Regions from separate parts of the Arabidopsis thaliana genome. Here region 2 is linked to region 1. Evidence: chromatin contacts called from public capture Hi-C data. All regions are on one chromosome and are shown on one strand. Each heading gives the region's core, a stretch centred on a gene start, on an enhancer-like site or on the middle of the called end of the contact. The rest is flanking DNA. Distances are from core to core; before and after follow the strand shown.

What was found. Capture Hi-C pulls out chosen DNA fragments and counts their contacts.
Region 2: a capture Hi-C map of seedling shows a contact between it and region 1, with 5 times the contacts expected there. The contact joins the promoter of AT4G06534 here to the promoter of AT4G05497 in region 1.

What each region holds. Positions count from the first base shown.
Region 1 is chr4:2,775,652-2,782,316 of TAIR10.1, reverse strand. AT4G05497 (RNI-like superfamily protein) reads left to right here and starts at 3,478. Exons shown (of 2, transcript NM_179199.2): 1 at 3,478-3,868; 2 at 4,027-4,594. The coding sequence starts at 3,516. The coding sequence ends at 4,414. It also overlaps the pseudogene AT4G05495 and the pseudogene AT4G05500.
Region 2 is chr4:3,352,249-3,358,913 of TAIR10.1, reverse strand. It overlaps AT4G06534, which reads right to left and starts at 2,379. Exons shown (of 1, transcript NM_178980.2): 1 at 752-2,379. The coding sequence starts at 2,044. The coding sequence ends at 827. It also overlaps the pseudogene AT4G06532 and the pseudogene AT4G06533.

The sequences.
Region 1 (6,665 bases), core at 2,229-4,728:
ATATAACCCTTATTATGACTAAATAAGGGTACGTTATCTGATCACTTTGAAGAATGCAAGACAGTATCAGTGGCAACTGGTAATGAAAGCGTTTATGTTCTCTCTTTTGTTAGGTCAGTAGTTAAAGTTGACTCCTGTGTCCCTCTCTGCTTTTGTAAAGCTTTTGAGAAAACAGATTTAACATGTATGTCATGCAATGCAAGTCACAAGGTTTAAGATGTCAGAGGTCTTCATTCTCCTTATTGATATTGAGCCTATTTATTTAGCTTCACATATATAATGCCGGTCATTTACCACGTTTAACGGATGAGTGTAATTTCAGGCCTGGACCCAAGAGTTTTTAGGGAACAGACACCATCATAGTCTTAAACGCCATTCTTGACGTTGTCCTCACCTGGTTTACTTTGACTTAATTTCGTGCCCCAATATTTAGTTTCTGTTGGAACTAGCATTAGTTTTCACTTTTCAGCTATCAAATAGATATATTATGGATATAGGCCTGATAGTTTTGATGGAAGTGTCCGAGTGTTGTTTAGAGATTTGGCGCTGACTTGATCAGTGTCAGAAACAGAGATGATGGAACATAGGTGTGATACTACATTGTTGTTATAACATATGTGTCGAACAGAGAACAAAAACATATTTGCTTAATGGTACTTTATTCTCTGATTTTCAATGATTGTCTCTGATACTTTTTCAGAATGAGACTACATGAATCTGTAGAAGAAGAAAAAAACGTAATTGCACCCATCAAACCCATCGTCTCATTATGTCCTACAATTAAAACAGAAATTGAAATCCCCAAACCGTGTTTGAATTATTCTTCAACATTGGGTGACAATAAATGTATTTATTGCTTTTGCCCTCGTGAAGATTAATTAGGGCATAAATTGTATTTGTAACTTCCACTTCTTCTTATTTCATAGATCTGACAATTTTATTTACCCTAAAAAAATTGCTTCGTCGTCTTCGTTGTCGTCAACTCCCTTACCTTCGCTGATGAAAGACAAAAAGTTGAGAAACTGGGCGGAGCTTCCGTCCAAGTTGACGTCATCGATTCTACTTCGTCTTGGCGCTATTGAGATACTTCAAAACGCTCAAAAAGTGTGCAAACCGTGGCATCGAGTCTGCAAAGACCCCTCGATGTGGCGGAAGATCGACATAGATAACCGCAATGATAGGGCAGCCTTCAAGTACGACCTCGAGTCAATGTGCCGTCACGCAGTTGATCGTAGCCACGGTGGTTTGATTGAGATCGAGATTTGGTACTACGGTACTAATGATCTCATCATGTACATAGCTGACAGGTTCTGTTTCTCCCTAGCTCTCTTTCCATGTTAAAGAGAATTTGGTCGGTGCTAATACTAGGGTTAGAGTGTTTGCTAACTATAGGGCTAAGAGTGATCGGTGCTAATCCAAGGGTTCGAGTGATTGCTAATTCTGAAGTTATAAGTGATTGGAGGATTTTGTGTCACTCTTTTTAAACTAGATTTATTTTTATCTGTTCTATATCCTTCTACTGAATCTCTGATAAAGCACCTTGGTTTGCTTAGTGGTTTTGTCAACGAAGTGTTCTCAATAAGGTTATGTTTTTGACTTTTTTAGTAACAATTATTTGCAGGTCAAGTAATCTGAAAAGCCTTGGACTTGTAAGGTGCTTTCCAATAACAGATGAGGGAGTTGCCAAAGCAGTTTCGAAAGTACCGTTGCTTGAATACCTTGAGGTTTCATACTGCTTGTTTTCAGGAGAGTCTCTGAGAGATATAGGCCGGTCTTGTCCGAATCTGAAGACACTGAAGCTAAACCGAGCCCCTGAAATCATGTTTTCAAATAGTGGGTTTGATGATAATGCCAAAGCAATTGCAGAAAGCATGCCTGAACTACGCCACCTCCAGCTTTTAGGGAACGGGCTAACCAATAAGGGCTTGAACGCCATTCTTGATGGTTGTCCTCACCTGGAACACCTTGATTTACGCCAGTGTTTCAACATCAACCTTGTTGGGGATCTCAAGAAACGATGTTTTGAGAGGATCAAAGACTTGAGATGCCCCAATGACTCAGATGACGATTCAGATGATGGCTCAGATAATGGTGCGGTGACAACATTTGGGTCACAATTTAATGAAACCGACTATCATTGGTACTAGATATTGAATCTTTCTGAATCTTGCGGAAATACCTTTGTTGTTGTTGCTTTGTTTTTTGTTTTTGACAATTGACACCTTTGTTGTTTGACTTATGAATAGTTTCAGTTTCCTTTCTTGGTAGTTTCAGTGTCTTTCCTTTGAACTTTTTTAAGAAGTTTTGAGGGCGTGATTTTAAGTCGTTCGAGAACGATGTCATGGGTCTTTATATTTTTTTTAGTTGGTACATTACTTTCACGATTGTTTAGTTACATACTATCAAAAGTAATAATATTATAATTAATTAAATTTACTTATGAAAACCACTAATTTTAGCATCAATCCAAAGCCTTGCGATTGATAGCTTAAAAAAAATGTTGAGTAGACCCGTAGCTATAGAGAGAATATAATCGTGTAACACTTTTCCCTTGGTGTTTCATCACCAATTTCATTTGATCTTTATATCAACAATGTCCAAAACACAAGGTATGGTGTCCCCATGCAAATCACAACATCATCAATAATCACTAGCTAGTAGACTCTTAATGATTGTTTACGTGATCACCTAACTGTATAATTGACTATCAGTAGAGCCGGACCATAACACATGAAGATGAAACATTCCAATGGGGCTCCCATTTTAAAAGGGCCCAACAAAAATTTTATTTTAGTTAAATATGCATATATTAATTTTTGATAATAAGAGAAAATAGTTAGTTTTATACATATAAATCACAAATAATTGTGTGATCCAAAATATTTATAAATCTAATATACAATTAAATAAATAATTCAAAATTTTGTTTAAATTGGTTTTCTATTTACTCTATAGTTTTTAAGACAAAAATATTTTGTTTTCGTAATTTAAATGGGGCCCCGGATTTCATTGGTCCGGGACTATCACAAGAACAGAATATAAGGTGATAAAAAGAAATAAGATTGTAAATAACTTTTCCTTTTGGTAATATTTTTTTTTTTTGTTCAATCCTTTTGGTAATGTGTAAAAATTCACAAATTATCAAAAGAAAAAGAGTGGATATTGATTTTACTCTTTACTTTTGGTGAATGCACTTTTGGAAATTGATTTTACTCTTTACTGTATTTGGGAATATATGCATTGCAAGTTACAAGTCAATTTGTTAATAAAAGTGTTGAATGTTTTGTTTCATCTACATTATTATTCTTCACCTTTGTTCTACCGGGTTTAGGAGTAGAAAACAATCAAATGGATTCTCAGATTGTTAATCTTCTGAGGTCTAAACAGTATTGTGGGCCTAGGCCCAATACATTATTTCAGTATGCTTGGCCCAAATTAGTTTCGTATAAAATAAGTTTTACCGTGAGGAACTAAATTGTAAAACAGAGACGGATACGGCAATTGTATCCTTTAGAATGTCTTCGTCGTCTTCTTCCCCTTTCCCTCAGGCTATGAAGAACGGAGAGTATAGAAACTGGGCGGAGCTACCGCCGGAACTGACGTCATCGATCCTGCTCCGACTCGGTGCGATTGAGATACTTCAAAACGCTCAGAGAGTGTGCAAATCGTGGCGACGCGTCTGTCAAGACCCATCGATGTGGCGTAAAATCGACATCAGAATCAAGGAAAACTTGGTAAACTCGGTAGAATTGTTTTACGTTATCGAGCCCCTGTGCTGTCGCGCCGTTGATCTCAGCCAGGGAGGCTTGCTTGAGATCAACATTGATTACTTGGTGAACACTTCGTTCCTCAATTACATTGCCGACAGGTTCTTTCTAAACCCTAAAACTCACAAACACGCAAATTTTGTATGAATTCTGATATGTTTAATGTTTACATAGTATTCAATAATGTTTATCGGTATATATTCTGCGAGTAACTCGAGAACAAGTCTTATTGATCATGTTATAATTCTCTATATTGTAGATCAAGTAATCTGAGACGGCTTGGAGTTGTTGACTGTGCTCCAGTATTGAGCAGGGGAGTTGTCGAAGCAGCGATGAAGCTCCCATTGCTTGAAGAACTTGATATTACATACAAGTCATCAATCAGAGAACAAGAGTTAAAAGTTGTAGGCCAGTCTTGTCCAAATCTGAGGACATTAAAGCTAAACTGTACGGGTGATGTTAAGTGTTGTGATAAGGTTGCTCTAGCAATCGCTGAAACAATGCCCGGTCTTCGCCACCTCCAGCTTTTCAGGAACGGATTATCCGAGACGGGCTTGAACGCCATTCTTGAAGGTTGTCCTCACCTGAAAAACCTCGGGTTACACCAGTGTTTAAACATTAACATTGTAGGTGATATAGTGAAGTGATGTTTTGAGTGGATTAAAGTTTTGAGACGCCCCCATTTAGTTCATGAGAGGTACTGCTAGATTCAGTTCGTTTGTTTGTAATTCTCATTTAGATCATATATTTTTTTCACCTATTCTTACAAATTTATGTTGGATTCTCCATGAACCTAAGTGGGCTTTCTATGTAATATTTTATATCAGACCTTTAAAACCAAGGGAGCAACATTTGACCATACATATTTAAATGAACTAGAGATGATAATGATATATATGCACACAATAGTCAAAAAAAGATTGTAGAATTTTATACACAGAAAATAAGACTTTGACAGCATATGAGTGTGAGAGAGGACCAAGTTTAAAGACTGCCTTAAACCTCTCAATCTTCCCCAAAATATCACCACCCTTGCGTCTTTCCAAGGAAATCTAGGCTGAACAAAGCTCCATTAACCGCTTAGGATCTTCAAGTTGCGTGTTCGAGAAGATGACAATGTTTCCAGCAGAGTTGTTGCAAAATCACTATTTTTGGTACGTTAATGAGGAGAGGGCTGATCTAAGTAGTTTTGTTGATGAAGTGTTCTCCTCAACTTATGGATTTGAATGTTTTTTTTGTTTCTACATGGTCCTGATTTAAACAAGACAAAGTGTTCTCTTTTTTTTTTTTGGTTTGCCACTGTTAATCCATTGCTCTTACATTTTGGAATAGAAAATCTTTGGCTTACATTTTGGAATAGAAAATCTTTGGCTTCTGGTACCCTTCGTTGAAGGCTGAGATGGAATTTAGATGCTTTGTGAAATCTAACGAGCTTGTTGGGATTTGCCAGCGTGAGGTAACTACATTTTACCCTGTTCTTCTCAATGAGAAGGAGTTGCTCAAGGGGTTGGTAGAAGAGTTCTTTGATGATAAGATTAGGTTTGAATTTGAATCAGAGAGTTACACTTTTGATGTTTAAGTGACGAAGGAGAGAAGGGTTAAGCTAATAGAAATCAATACTTGGTGTGGTTCTACTTTGCCATTGATGTATACATGGAAAGAACTTGAGAAGATTCATGGAGAATGTGAGGAATTGGAATTGAGGATTGGTGAGAGCCGTCTCAGTGTGCTTCCTGGTTTGAAAACAGCTGTTCCTTATGATTATCTTGACGTGATGTCCTGGTAGTGGTTGGCTTCAGGTTCTTAAGATAGCGGAAGAAGAGTTTCAGAAAGAGGATCAGAGTTCTGATGAAGTTGCTTGAGCTTTTGGTCGAAGCAGACGTACTTGAGAGTTCTCAGCGAAGCAAGAAGAGTTAGATTCTTGGGTATCTGAAGGCTAAACAAAGATTTTTTTGTGTTTTCGTAGTTTTGCCTACATCAATAAGTGTTGTGTTCATTTGTTGTTCTGCAACGGTTTAGATCCTAATGTTGGACCATCACATATAATGTAATTAACTAACTATATAAAAAATGTTTTATTGAAAAATACTATTTTTTCATTATATAGAAGATTTTAACAAATATCAAACATTGTTAAAAACTATAATTTTCATAAAACTGAAACGAAAAGATATCATCAAAGGAATGTCAAGTAGTAGTAATAGGGTAAATAAAGAAAATGCACTCAAAAAGATACAAGTCCACTTGCTTGCTCTTCACGCTACCACCATTCCATCTGCCTCTATTCGTTTTTCATGCCTTAACGCCGAGAAGCTATGGCCTCAAGTTGTAGGTTACATATAGTGCCAACAAGGATACAAATCCCAGTGAGAACCCCGTTTAACAGCCCCGTAGCACTTCATCAATTTCCTTTGTCTCTGTGGATTTCTTATTTTTTTTTTTGTCTCTAGTTGTAGACTTTAAAGTTATCTATGTCTCTTTTTTTTTAACAAATTTTATCTAATATAAATTCTAAAAAACATAAATCAAAATCCATAAACTGAAAACAATAATCCAAAAACTATAGGAAAATTTGCACACAATAATTCAAAATGCATAAACCGAAAACAATAATCTAAAAACCATTAAAACAATTCCAAACATTCATCAAATACTAGAAAAGCCAGCCATACATAAGCCATACTAAACCGAAAGCCGCTCATGCCTCAATAGTAATCCTTTGGCAGAGTGTTTGCTAACTTGATACATTTGCAAATGTCATAAGACAGATTTTCTATAAGATATCTCAAGCTCGCAGGCTCGTCTATGTGAGTCCCTTGATGTCTGTCTCGGTGAAAGCATCGACTCCCTTCTTCCCAACTTCACCGTTGATCCAAAGAAAGGAAGCACGTAAGGTTG
Region 2 (6,665 bases), core at 1,130-3,629, 580 kb before region 1:
ATCTAGGATTTTACCCGTGGTATACAGTCTCATATTACTATCGACCAAAATCCGTCCTACCATCTAATCTCGTTCAGTAAAACTAAACATATCTAACAGATTTTAACTATGGTATACCGTCTCATATTACTGTCGATCCAAACCTGTTATACCATCTAACCCCGTTCATTGAAATTAAACATTTTGTTTTAATAATATTTTAATTTAACAGATATATAATTCAAATTAATTTAAATTTTTTTTTTCAAATAGTTATTTGATTGTTATGAAATCCATATATTATAATATTCTAAACTTTTCCCACCATTTAATCCAGTTCTGTAAAATTAAAAGTTATTTTTTCTTTTTTGGTTCTAAAAATTTTTATTAAAAGATTTATAATTCAAATCAATTTAAAAATTTTCTTTTGAAATGGTTATTTAATTTTATAGATTTTATTTATTATATATATTCTAAACGTTTTTTGTTAAATATTCTAAACATTTTATAAACTTTAAATATTTATCTTTAAAGTTTATTATCTTTAATAAAATATTATATTAATAAAATCTTAAGATTTCTCCTTTTTAGATTTAATAAAGTATAATAATATAAAAATAAATGCTAATAATTAAAAATATTAATTAATTAATAATAATTAATATGAATAGTTTTTTTTGGTAAATAAGTTTTAATTTGAGAATTTATTTGTTAAAATAGCTGAAAAACGTATATATAGATATTTTAATTTTCAGTACAGCGTGACACAAAACAAAAGAATAATTCTTACAAAACAAAAAATGAAAAATCAGTGAAGCAAAAGTCAACGCAGAGCGAGGATCATATTCTAATAAAAAGAGTTGTTGCCTTGTTTGTCTTTAATCAACCAAAGCAATGACGTGTGATACGAATTGGGGCTTCTAGATGACGTGGAAGGTTGGTTTGTACCACGACGTTTATATTCCTTAGTGGGTCTCCATTTTTCATTACCAAATATATAAATTCTCAAAGGACAGCCAATTTTCATATATTTTACTATATTACCGTTTACTTTTTTGCAAAAACTTTCTCCACAAAATTTCTTTGACTTTCTCAGAAGTAAAAAATTTGAAGATCCATTATTGGATAATGAAACTAAATGATGCAAATAGACAAATAAGTACGTACCATCGAGATAGATGGCACCGTCCGATTGGAACCCAATAGAAGCCGGGAATTTTCCTGGTAGTCGTGTCTCGCCCGCGCCGAAGGAACCACCAGTCGCTAGTCCTAGAGACAAAACGGCTTCTTCGTTTTTTCCATCCCATTCACTTCTTTTGACAAGTTTTAGTCCTTGGTTCTTGAACAACTTAGTTTTTTCACCTTCCACTAAGTCACAACCTACGTCACCAGCCTCACCACTGTGGTGTTGGGTGATTTCGAGGATTGTTATTTCAAAGTAAGCCTCTTGTGGGAAAGCAGAACTTATGAGTTGTGGTCCGGGAAGTGGTAAACCTGCTCGGAGAATCATCAAGTGTTTTTTTGCGTTGACCGTCTCGTTGAACGCTTGATTAAATTTGATCGTTTGTGTGAATTCCACGGAGCCGTTTGACACTTCCCATGAGATTACAACACCAGGATCTTCGCTTCCTGCCGTGGTGCAAAGCCCTAGAAGAACTGACCCCGGGGAGGCCCCGCTCACCAATGGAGCCGGTTCATGGACAGCGAATCCGAACCTTGTCCACCCATTTTCGACCGCTTCGGTCACCAAAGCCGGATGGTCTGTCCAGATGAATAGGCCAGGTTTCGATGGGAATCCTCCGGCAGTGGCGGTTCTGGAGATTGAATAGTTTTTGATATTTCCTCTACGCTTGATGTCGGAAGTATCTAGCTGGTGGATGAGGCTCGTCTGGTGGAGCTTTGAGATTCTAGCCTGGAAGCTATCGCTTCGAATGGGACTGGCCGCTTTAAGGGTTGTGGTGATCTCTCGGCGGAGACAGCACCAGCGACGGAGGAAGACTACAAGGAGAGAAGAGAGCACAACAACGGAGACGATCCCTGCGGTGAAATGGGCCCAACGAAGCATCTCTGTGATAGAATAACTTCTAAGATAGAATGAGCGATGGAGGGAGAAGAAGGTGATGGTCGGACCCGTTCAAAACGGTTGGAAGATAGAAAGTACAAGAGACAGAAAACTATAATGATAATAATTATTTTGGGAAAACCATATACATATATATATATTTTTTAATATCTAGAAATTCAAGTTTGAAAGCGTTATTTTTTATAGAGGCGAGAACCATAACTTGTAAAATTCATTTTGGAGAAAATATTCTTTCCAACGAACGTCGAAATTCGGTATTTTTACTTGGAAGATTTACCACTAGACCAAAACCACATTAGTGAAACCATACACTTTTGCTTACAAGAAAACCGTAGAACTATAAATATTTCAATCATATACAGCTTTATATGAAGTATATATATTTTTTGTCGTCACAAATTTTTTATAAAACTCAAATAGATATTCAGTACGAAGGAAGGCCTAATAAAGCCCACTAATTACAAAACAGTACAAGATATGGACGACAGTTTTAAGACACGTGTTATGCAATTTGGGTTCTTGTGAGGAGAACGACGCTTCATCACAAACCTTATCGTCGGAAACTCCCGTTGTCGGTCGACAGATAATATTTTGAGATTCTTCATTGAGCTTTCACTCATACTAGACGGAAGATAACAAAGATAAAAAATCCGATTTTGATTTATGAAAACAAGAGAAAGATGAAGCTTTTGTCACTATTAAAGATACATGAGAGAGAGAAAATGCGGTTTTCCAAAATTATACATGATGCATATTATATGGCGTTTAGCGATCAGAATTAACAATTTTACGCAATGATAGTTTTACATTTTATTTTGTTAGTTGTGCCTTTTTTTTATACCAAAAATGTATTCTAAGGTTTTACCATTCGACTAATCTCTAAAGTAAGTGTAGCCATCGAATAGCCTACTCACCAAATTTTCTAATGGGTGTAAAGCATTATATAACTTGACTAGCCAAGATGAAAACTGCCTAAACCAACACAACAATCCCTCCTCAAATGAGAACCACTAGACCACAACAACTTAATTTGGTAACAAATAAAATGAACTAAATCGTCCATGGCTGCTCTATACTTAAACAAAAAGTTTACAATTATTTTTGTAACAAAATGCCTTCAAAACTAAACACTTAACTTTTGAGTTCAAAATATGCTACTAAAGTCTAATACAATTAGGTATTGTTATGTGCTATGACTGGAAAACAAATACACTGCTAAATATTGTTGCCATTGTCCTTATGAAAATTCTAATACAATTGGGTATTTTGTTTTACAACTTAACCCTTCATATCAAGTAAATGCATGTCAATACTATAATCTTAAAAGTCGCCAACAATATACCTTTGGACGTGTATTAATCTTTCAAACTTTATAAATTAGTATAAATGTTATTAAAACTACATCACCAACAATGAAAGTTTATATTTTTAAAAATTAAAAACAAAAATTTCAAGATTAGGATCACAAAATAAAGACATTCAACATCATGCGATTCAAAAAGAGGATCTGTCTCCCACGGAGGCACCGAACCAAACTCGTCGTCACACTTATGCGAAGATAACCTATTTTTTTAACAATGTCATCAAGAGAAGAAACCTAGAAAGCAAAAGAGATTTGGTTTTCCACAGTATATATTTATCGGTTTGTTAAATTATAAAAACAATTGCCGCACAATTTGTTAAATATGTAAATTAGGGGGATTTGCAAAAGTACCCTTTTTCTATTACCCTATTGCAACAATAGTTTTTTATGTTGTCCAAATTATCCTCAAAAAGAAAATTTTCCCGCCAAACTTTGTTTTCCCGCCAAAATTTTATTTTCTCCAAAATATTGTTTTCCGAGCCAAATTTTTCCCCAGCCAAAAATGCATTTAAATTTTTTTATATATTTTCTTAGAACCCTTTAAAAACTCTTAAAAACTTAAAGTTTTTAAAAGGTATGTAAAGTTGTTAAAACCCTTATAAATCATTTTAAACCTTTAAAATCTTGATAAAGTCTTTAAATACATATGTAAGTACTTGAAACCCCCTTGTAAAACCTCTGTAAATCATTTTAAAAGATTTACAAGAGTTTTAAAAGAATTTACAAGGATTTTTAAAACCTTTGTGATAAGTGTGTATTTTGCATGTTTTGAGCATCCATTTGTCATCACTTTAGCATCATATCATCACTGTTTTATATCATTTCTCATCATTTGTGATCACTTTGCATGTTTAGGATAGTTTTGCATGCATATTGCATATTTGTGTTGATTTCAGGTGATTTGCAGTTGTTGACGAGCTAACTGGAAGAAGCGGACCTGATCATGTCAAACCACTCGACCCCCCTGGTCGAGTAGACGCTTCACGACTTCAACAGACCACTCGACCCCTTGGTTGAGGAGAAGACCTCAGCACTTCACGTCACCACCCGACCCCCAAGTCGAGTATCGCCAAGAGAGACACTCATCACACCACTCGACCCCCTGGTCAAGTATCATCACCTCCACCACTTCACCTTCACTCGATCACACTACTCTACCAGCAAGCCGAGTACCATCATCTTTATCACTCGACTACATACTCGACTGCCAGCTTCAGAGTCTTCTTCATTCCGCACTCAACCAGACACTCGAGAACAAGGAAGAAAAAGAAGACTCGAGCTTATCACTCGACCTCTCACACGACCACCTGGGTCGAGTACAGTTCTTAATCCGTCCCAATACTGCGTCGTTTTGAGTATTAGGGTTTCAGAATATTTTGTTATAAGTAGCATGTACTTTACATTTTCAAGGACAAGTTCTTATCTAAGTTTTATTCCGCAGACACTGTGTTCTTGACCTTTTGTAATCCGGATTTCTCTTTATCTATTCAGTATTCAGTATTCAATATTTGTTCTTGATTTCGTTTACTGTTGTTCATCCTATTACCATCTTGCTATTACTCTGTTGTTAGCATGTTTTCATTCCATTCAACGTTTATGCTTTCTTCAATGATGTATGAGTAGTGAATAGGTTTCTGAGGATGGGTTAGAGTAGTGTAAAATTCTCAGTATGCTAGGTGGTTGAGTTTGATTGATAGATCCTTTCTGGATTAGTTGTTCTTAATGCTTACTGCTTTCTGATCAACTGGAATTTGAGCCCAAACATTTCCGCGCCCAAAAAGTGTTCGATGAAATGTTTGAACCACTAATTCCAGAGATTCGTGGCCCTGTACCAAGGTATTGGTTGCGGGGAGCGTTTTGGCTTTAACTTGTTGATTCGTAATGCCTATTAGGTTAGCTCTCGTCAATGGTGATTGAGTCTGGGACTAGGTTAACTTGAGGGTCTTTGTTGCGGTGGCACTTAGATTTGGTTAAGGAACTTGTTGTCTAGAGATAATTTATTGAGCATGTCAATCACCTGTAAACTGAGGAAACGAAACTACTCAATTACCCCATCCTCGGAAATTCTTTATCTGATTGATTTTATTGTTTACTCTACTATTGTTAACTGCATCTTGTCATCTGTTGCTTAGTTCCTGCAATTCTTTACTGTTACTCGACCTGGTACTCGACCACCCAGTTGTCTGGCAATAGACTGTGCAGCCGAGTATCCCTGTTACATTTTCTGTTTGTTACTCGACCTGTCACTCGACCACACCCAGTGCTCTGCAACGAGCTGTGTTGGTCGAGTGTTTTATTGTTTCTGCTTGATTTTCTGTTTTCTGCATGTTCACTTAGGATTGCTAGAACACACCAAAACCTGTTATTGCTTGGCTTGAGTTAGTGACTTCTGATCACATCTTGATTGTTAGCATCACACCCATTTGGATTGACAACCTTTAGTACTACAACGACATGATAATGATTTAGGATTAATTGATCTTAAAAACCTATTATCAATTTGGCGCCGTTGCCAATTGGGTGTTTGTTTGTTACATTTGAGATTTCAGACTTGCTTAGATAAAGTTCTTTTTCAATTTTCAATTCGGTTGCTAACTGTGTGTTTTTCTTTTTGTCTTCCTGATCCAGGTACACCTCTGCTGTATGCAAACTCCTTTCCAACGACAACATCGACCGCATAGCTCGCGAACTCAAAGAGAGGAGAAACACAACCAACCTAATACCACAACAACCACTCGAAATGGCTGACAAGCAGAATCAACAAAATGGCCCTTCCAACATTGGTGCCGGAGATGCACCACATGATCACCGTCAGCGGAAAGGAATTGCACCACCTGCTATCTAGAACAACAACTTTGAGATTAAGAGTGGTCTCATCTCGATGATTCAGGGGAACAAATTCCATGGTCTGCCAATGGAGGATCCACTCGACCACCTTGATGAAGTCGATAGGCTCTGCAACCTAACAAAAATCAATGGTGTCAATGAAGATGGATTCAAGCTCCGTTTTTTTCCATTCTCCTTATGCGACAAAGCACACATCTGGAAGAAGAATCTGCCCCATGACTCAATCACCACTTGGGATGATTGCAAGAAGGCTTTTCTATCAAAGTTCTTCTCTAACGCCAGAACTGCAAGACTCAGAAACGAGATCTTCGGCTTTTTACAGAAGGCTGGTGAAAGCTTCTATGAAGCATGGGAGCATTTCAAGGGTTATACCAACCAATGCCCTCATCATGG